Linked DNA regions of Hordeum vulgare: region 1 is linked to region 2. A link is a contact called in public Hi-C data. All regions are on one chromosome and are shown on one strand. Each heading gives the region's core, a stretch centred on a gene start, on an enhancer-like site or on the middle of the called end of the contact. The rest is flanking DNA. Distances are from core to core; before and after follow the strand shown.

Region 1 (2,833 bases), core at 318-2,817, 330 kb after region 2:
TATTAATAAAAGTTTTGGTAATCTAAAAAGATAGTTTGTTAACATAGGAAAATCTGAGTCACATTTTAAAGGAAAATTCCAGCTGTACAGCTGTTTTTCATGATATTAGGAAATGATATGCATTGTAAATAAAAGTTCCGGTAGTAAAAAAATCATATACATCACAAAAATGTACCTTATATTAAAGAAATATGCATATGTGTCCATGATTTTTTTTAAATTTAGAAAGTAAAAGAAACCGTGCAGACTAAAAATATATTTATTGCCATTAAAAATGAACAGTGTGTACTTGGCAAATAATACTATGTTTCCAGAAAAGTGTTCAAAACATATATTTTAAAAATGTATATCATGTACTTGGAAAACGTCCAAAGTGTATAAAAATGTTTTGACATGTGCAATAAAAAATATACTTCCTCTTTACCATAATATTTGTTAGAACTATAGTGCGGAAAGTTGACATGCGTTAAAAATAAAAATTGATTAAAACTAACAAAGAAACAAAAAATCAATAAATCAAAGAAAGAAAATCGAGATATAAATAACAAAAGGTCAAAAGTACAATAAGGAAAGAAAAAAACCAAAGAGAACCAGTGATACACAAAAAAAGCAATATACAAGGAAGGAAAAAAAGGAAAAAAGTGAAAACAGATGAAAAGAAGACAAGAAAAGAAATCAGGATCAGAATGAGGGAATCCATAGCAACAAACGACAACGAATACGTTAATGGGTCTGCCTGACTCGGCCGCCCTTCGGTGATTCCTAATAAGAATCGCTACCAGCGAGACATAGCCCTAGTGCCCCCTGTCCTTTCAGTCCCACCTGCAGCGATTACCGGCATTTCCTATTTGGCGTCACAGACACTTGTTAACATGCATTTATATTAACTGGATCCTGTGACCTTACTAAATTGGCCGGCCCATCTCGCCACCAATTAACAATTTATTTTTTGAAAATTATATGATTTTTTTCAAATGTTGATGAACGTTTTGAAAATTTCAATGAAACTTTTTCTATAATTGATGAGTTCTCTATGAAAAACGGTGAATCTTTTCTAAAATATTAAAACTATATGTACTTTTATTAATATCGATGAACTTTTTTGAAATTTGATGAACAACTTTCTTGAAAATTAATGATTTTTTATCAAAATCGATGAACTTTTTAAAGATTCCTTAACTTTTCTTTTAAGTTTAGTGAATGGTTTTTGAATTTCTCGGAACTTTTTTCAAATTTAACGAACTTTTCAAAGTTTTAATGAACATTCTCCAATTTTTTTCTTTTTTCAATTTCAATAAATTGTTTTTAAAATTGGTGAAGTTTTTTCCAAATTAATGAGCCTTTTCTAAATATATAATTTATTTAAATGCATGAACCTTTTCCTTTAAATCTATAAACCTTTTTTGATTTCATATTTATATTTTCGTAATAAATAGAAAATCTGGACGTTTTCTTTTTCTACTAAATCAACGGAAAAAACAAGGCATCATGCTAGTGGGCCGGCCTATTCCAACGATTAGGTGCCCGATCGTTAACGGGCTGCATAGGAGCTCCTGCGACTACGTACCTACCTATATGGCGCTGCACGCGCCCGTTTGCGTTCCTGGCGCCTGCAGCGCCCCCGCTAAGCCACATCTATATGATACTGCAGGCCCGGAAAAAGTTCACCGATTTTGCAAAAAAAGTTCTTTAAATGGGAAAAATGTTGACAGATTTTTTTTTCTAAAAATAAAATTTGAAATTTTTATCACATTTGATGAAGGTTTTTTTATTTTTATAAAAAGTTCAGTGATTCTAAAAAACATTCATAAAATTTGAAAAATAAAATTGGTTTTCATGAAAGTTAACTAAGTTTGAAAAAAGTTCATCAAAATTTTAAAAAGGACACCAAATTTACAAAAATTTCATAGAATTAAAAAGGAGTTCATCGATTTTGAAAATATGTTCATCAAATTTGCACAAAGTTCTGTAAAATTAGAAAACATTTCATCAAATTTGAAAAAGTTTATCAAATTTTAGAAAAATTTCATCAATTGAAAAATAGTTCATTGATTTGAAAAAGAAAAATAGAAAACAATAAGAACTAAAAAAATAATTCCAAATATGTAAAGAAAAACAAAAAAAAGAAAAATAGTAAAAAACAGAACAAAATGTTTCCAAATAGAAAAGAAAGACAAAAAAAGAAAAAGACATACGAATAGAATTATTACATCGTCAGAATGAACGTGAGATCCCCAGATCAAATCTTGTTAAATGCATATTTTTTACAGCAAAAGAAAAAGACAAGATGAATCGAGCCCAGCGAGCCCAGTCGACGCAGCCGGTGCCTGTAACGCCGAATAGGGATTGTCTTCCCTATGGCTCTGACTCGCAGAAGTGGGCACCGAGATGGGTTGCCCATGCACGAGGCAAGCTACATGCACGTTTTTCTGGATGTTTTTATTTTTTGGTTTATTTTTTTAATTTAGTTATAGTTTAAAATAATTATCGTATGTATATTATAAAAACTACTCAACAAAAACATTTGAAGAAATGTCAAAACGTACTTCAAAAACTAATTTAGAAATATTGAACAGGTATCCGAAAAATATTAATCAAACATTTGAAAAATATTTAATAAAATCTAAAACATAGTGAATTTTTTTATCATGTCTATAAAAATGTTAATCAAGCATTTTGAAAAACATTGTTCAGCAAGTTTTGAAAGATGTTAGTCATTCATTTGGAAAATGTTAAATGTGCATATAAAAAATGATGACCATGTATTAGAAAGATGATGACAAATTTAATTATGTATATAAAAATATTAATCAAGCAATTTAAAAATGATTAA
Region 2 (3,234 bases), core at 361-2,860:
GGAGATTGGGAGGGGTGTTCGACCAAGCACAAGTAAAAGTGCGCACGAGATCTTGTGATGATGATGATGGATGCGATGTCTTTTGGTTTGTGGTGCGAAAACTATGTTCAAATGTCGCCAAAATTGAGTTTGAATTCCAGAATTTATGTTTTATTTGTCAAAATCGCGGTAAAAATCTAAGGATATTATCTTTTACCGCTCGGGTTTGTGGTCTCCGATCGTTAGCACTCGATTTCGACCTCTAAATCGTATTTTTTTATCCGTTATTTAAGGGTCGCGGGATTAAGGGGTGGAAAACCCATATTCGTCGCTCTGTTCGGCGAATTTTCATGCAAACACACATATCGAGTGACGCGAATGACTTTCCAAACTTTATACAAGGTTCTCAACCGGTCCAGGTCTGTTTTTTTTTCTTTTTCTTTTTTCCCTGTGGTTTCTTTTACTGTTTTCTTCATTTTTATTTTTTATTTTATGACTTTTTTGGTTTTTTGGTATATGTTTCTTTTTTGGATACCTTTTTCGTTTCTTTTCCAATTTAGAGAAATTAAATATTTTGAAAAAGCTTCAAATCTTCAAAACATGCTAAAAATTTCAAATAATGTTCCCAACTATTCAAAAAAATGTTAGGGGATTCAAAATTTGTTCATGTTTTTATTTCTTTTTCAAATTTTAAAATTATATTCCCTTCTATTCAAAAATGTTTGTGAATTTGAAATTTTCTTCATGTTTCAATTTTTTTTTCAAATTTCCCTTTTTTTTTAAAATGTCCGGAATTTTAAGAAAATTAATGTTTTAAAAAATTGTTCAAATTTTGTTCCCTTCAATTCAAAAAATATCAGGATTTTGAAATTTTGATCATGTTTTGAAAAATTGTTCAAATCGTTCAAATTTTGTTCCCTTCTATTCAGAAAATGTTTGGGAATTTCAAATTTCATATATTTTTTTCTTTTATAAAATATTAAAATTCTATATTTCTTTTAACACCGATGAACTTTTTTGAGAATTGATGAACATATTTTTGAAAATGGATGATATTTTTGAAAATTGTATGTACTTTTTTAGATTTATGATTTTTTTCAGTTCAATGAAAGATTTTGAAAATATATGAACTTTTTTTGAATTTCTATGAACTTTTAAAAAAATTAACGAACTTTTTACAATTTTAATGAACTGTTTCCGAATTGGATCAACTTTTTTCAATTTCCATGAACTTATTTTCAAATTGATGAACTTTTTTCAAACTTGATGAAGACTTTTTAAAGATATGATTTTTTTAATGGATTAACCTTTGTATTTAAATATGTAATACTTTTTTTATTTTATATTATTTTTGTTAAAACTAGAAAATTTGGGCTGTTTTTTTGTACTAGATCAACCGAGCAAAAAAATCGGCAGCTCGCGTGCTAGTGGGCCGTACCATGCCAGCGAAGCTGCAGGCGCCGGATTGTTAACGGGTGCTTGTAGCGCTGGCTAGGAGCTCGCCTATCCTGTAGGCTGAAAGAATCGGCCCTACGTGCTATCATGCAGAGGCCCAACTCCCACGTGATCGCACACGTGGAATGGTGACGGCCCAAGAATAAGGGAACCAAAATGGCAGTGAAGAATCCCTATTCGGCCGCCGCTCGTCCCGATACTGCTGTCCCTGTCCTCGCTGTGCGCCGCCTCGCCCGCACGCGCTCAGGTGCGCCGCCCCTCGAGTCGCCGGTGTCGGTCTCCGTTCTTTCCACCCCGCTGCCCCTTCTTCCATATCGCCGTGAGTCCCTAGCCTAGCCGTCCGCACGCCATCAGAGACGTAGCCGCTGCCGGAAGCAGTGACTGGCTGCAGTCTTCTCGCCGTTCCCGACGGCGACCGGCTGAGAGCCGACCTCCCCTAGTCCCCTTCGTCGCCGTGGTCACCCACGTAGCCACGTCCAGGCGCCTGGCAGCATCACCGTCTGCAACCAGTTCAGCAACACTCACCGTCTGGTCCGTCAGCGACGGCCGGGCGGCTTGCTCTGCCTCTTTCCCTCCGGTGATTTGCAGGTGGTCAACGGCTCCGGCGCCGTGCTCTGGCCGTCCGGGTGCTTCCATTGCTCTGAACTTCTGAAGGTTGTTAAGATTTAAGAACCGATTCTGTGGCAACTAGTTATTATGGACTTATGGCAGCTAGTTAGTACTCCATGAATTGATTTCTGTTCTTGTTTGTAGAAATGAGGAGAAATACTTTACATAGTTGGTTTGCAAGTAATTTAAATATCTTTCTGTTGTTCCCAAACCCAACACAGTATGGTCGTAGTAATCTAAGATTCTTTTTAGCTTATTTGGATTAAAGAATTACGAAATATTGAATCTTTTGCTAAACAGATCCAAATTTTGGTTCAAAATTTATTAGTGTTATAAAAAATCTTGCAAATATTACATGTTCCCAGTAGTATTCTAGGAATTTTTGACCTTGTTTGGACTAGAGGATTGAGAGATAATGGCTTTTTTCGCACTGTTAACTTTGGCCCCTCTTTTTTGCTAACATCGTAAAAATATAATTAAGTAAATTCCTGAGTTCAACATTTGCTAATGACACAAACCAATTTTGTTGTTTTTAATATTGTAGAGTTAATTTTAGTTAAGCTCAGTGGCTCAATGCCTGATTTCCTGTTTGCTGGTTCACAGGTTCTTGGAGTATCTTAAGTTTCGTGAATATGGCATCTCATGCTGAAATGATGGGAAGCAATATGCTACGTCTTCAAAGCTTTCCTAATAATATGGTATGCACCCAGTTGAATTGTCAACTAAATATGCTTCTCTTTTCGGCATGTTATCATTATCATGTGCTTCTCTATTTGTACCAGGGAAAACAAAATAGTAGTTTTATCTCCACAAGACACCTTCCCTTGAGAAGGACACGAGTGGTTCGACATTGCCTGAACCTACGTCATCTTTGCCGTTTGCCTAATCAAAGGGCTATTGTTCCAAATATCCAACCAATGCCTGCTCTTACTGCTGCAGTATCTAGGGGAGTTAATAGTCCATCGATAGAGGCATCTGTTGATGGCATGGAATTAGTTTCAAGGATTATTCACTTTTATCGCAAACCACTTCTTCAAGAGAGTGAGGCCAAGGAGTTACTCAGGAAAGTGCAGGCAAAGATTTCTTCTAATATTATTGATATAAAGACTGAGCAATGCTTCAATGTTGAGTTGGAGGATGCACTAAGTTCAGCGAAGCTTGCAACACTTCAGTGGCTCCTAGCAGAAACTT

Evidence for each region. Hi-C and Micro-C count contacts between places; a contact is called where the count stands out from the background.
Region 1: a Hi-C map of seedling shows a contact between it and region 2, with 3 times the contacts expected there. The contact joins the enhancer-like site here to the promoter of LOC123430898 in region 2. A contact is called at or near these places in 2 of 6 Hi-C or Micro-C datasets (leaf and seedling).

Annotation. Positions count from the first base shown.
Region 1 is chr1H:273,452,729-273,455,561 of MorexV3_pseudomolecules_assembly, forward strand. No RefSeq gene overlaps it. Among protein-coding and RNA genes, the nearest start is that of LOC123430938, 59 kb to the right of the region's middle. Within about 2 kb of position 1,568, at least 3 of the 3 cell types and tissues checked have open chromatin away from gene starts, as enhancers often do. A contact at or near this core is called in leaf and seedling, where this site is marked.
Region 2 is chr1H:273,121,210-273,124,443 of MorexV3_pseudomolecules_assembly, forward strand. LOC123430898 (probable phosphoribosylformylglycinamidine synthase, chloroplastic/mitochondrial) reads left to right here and starts at 1,611. Exons shown (of 4, transcript XM_045114733.1): 1 at 1,611-2,088; 2 at 2,647-2,741; 3 at 2,826-3,234. The coding sequence starts at 2,676.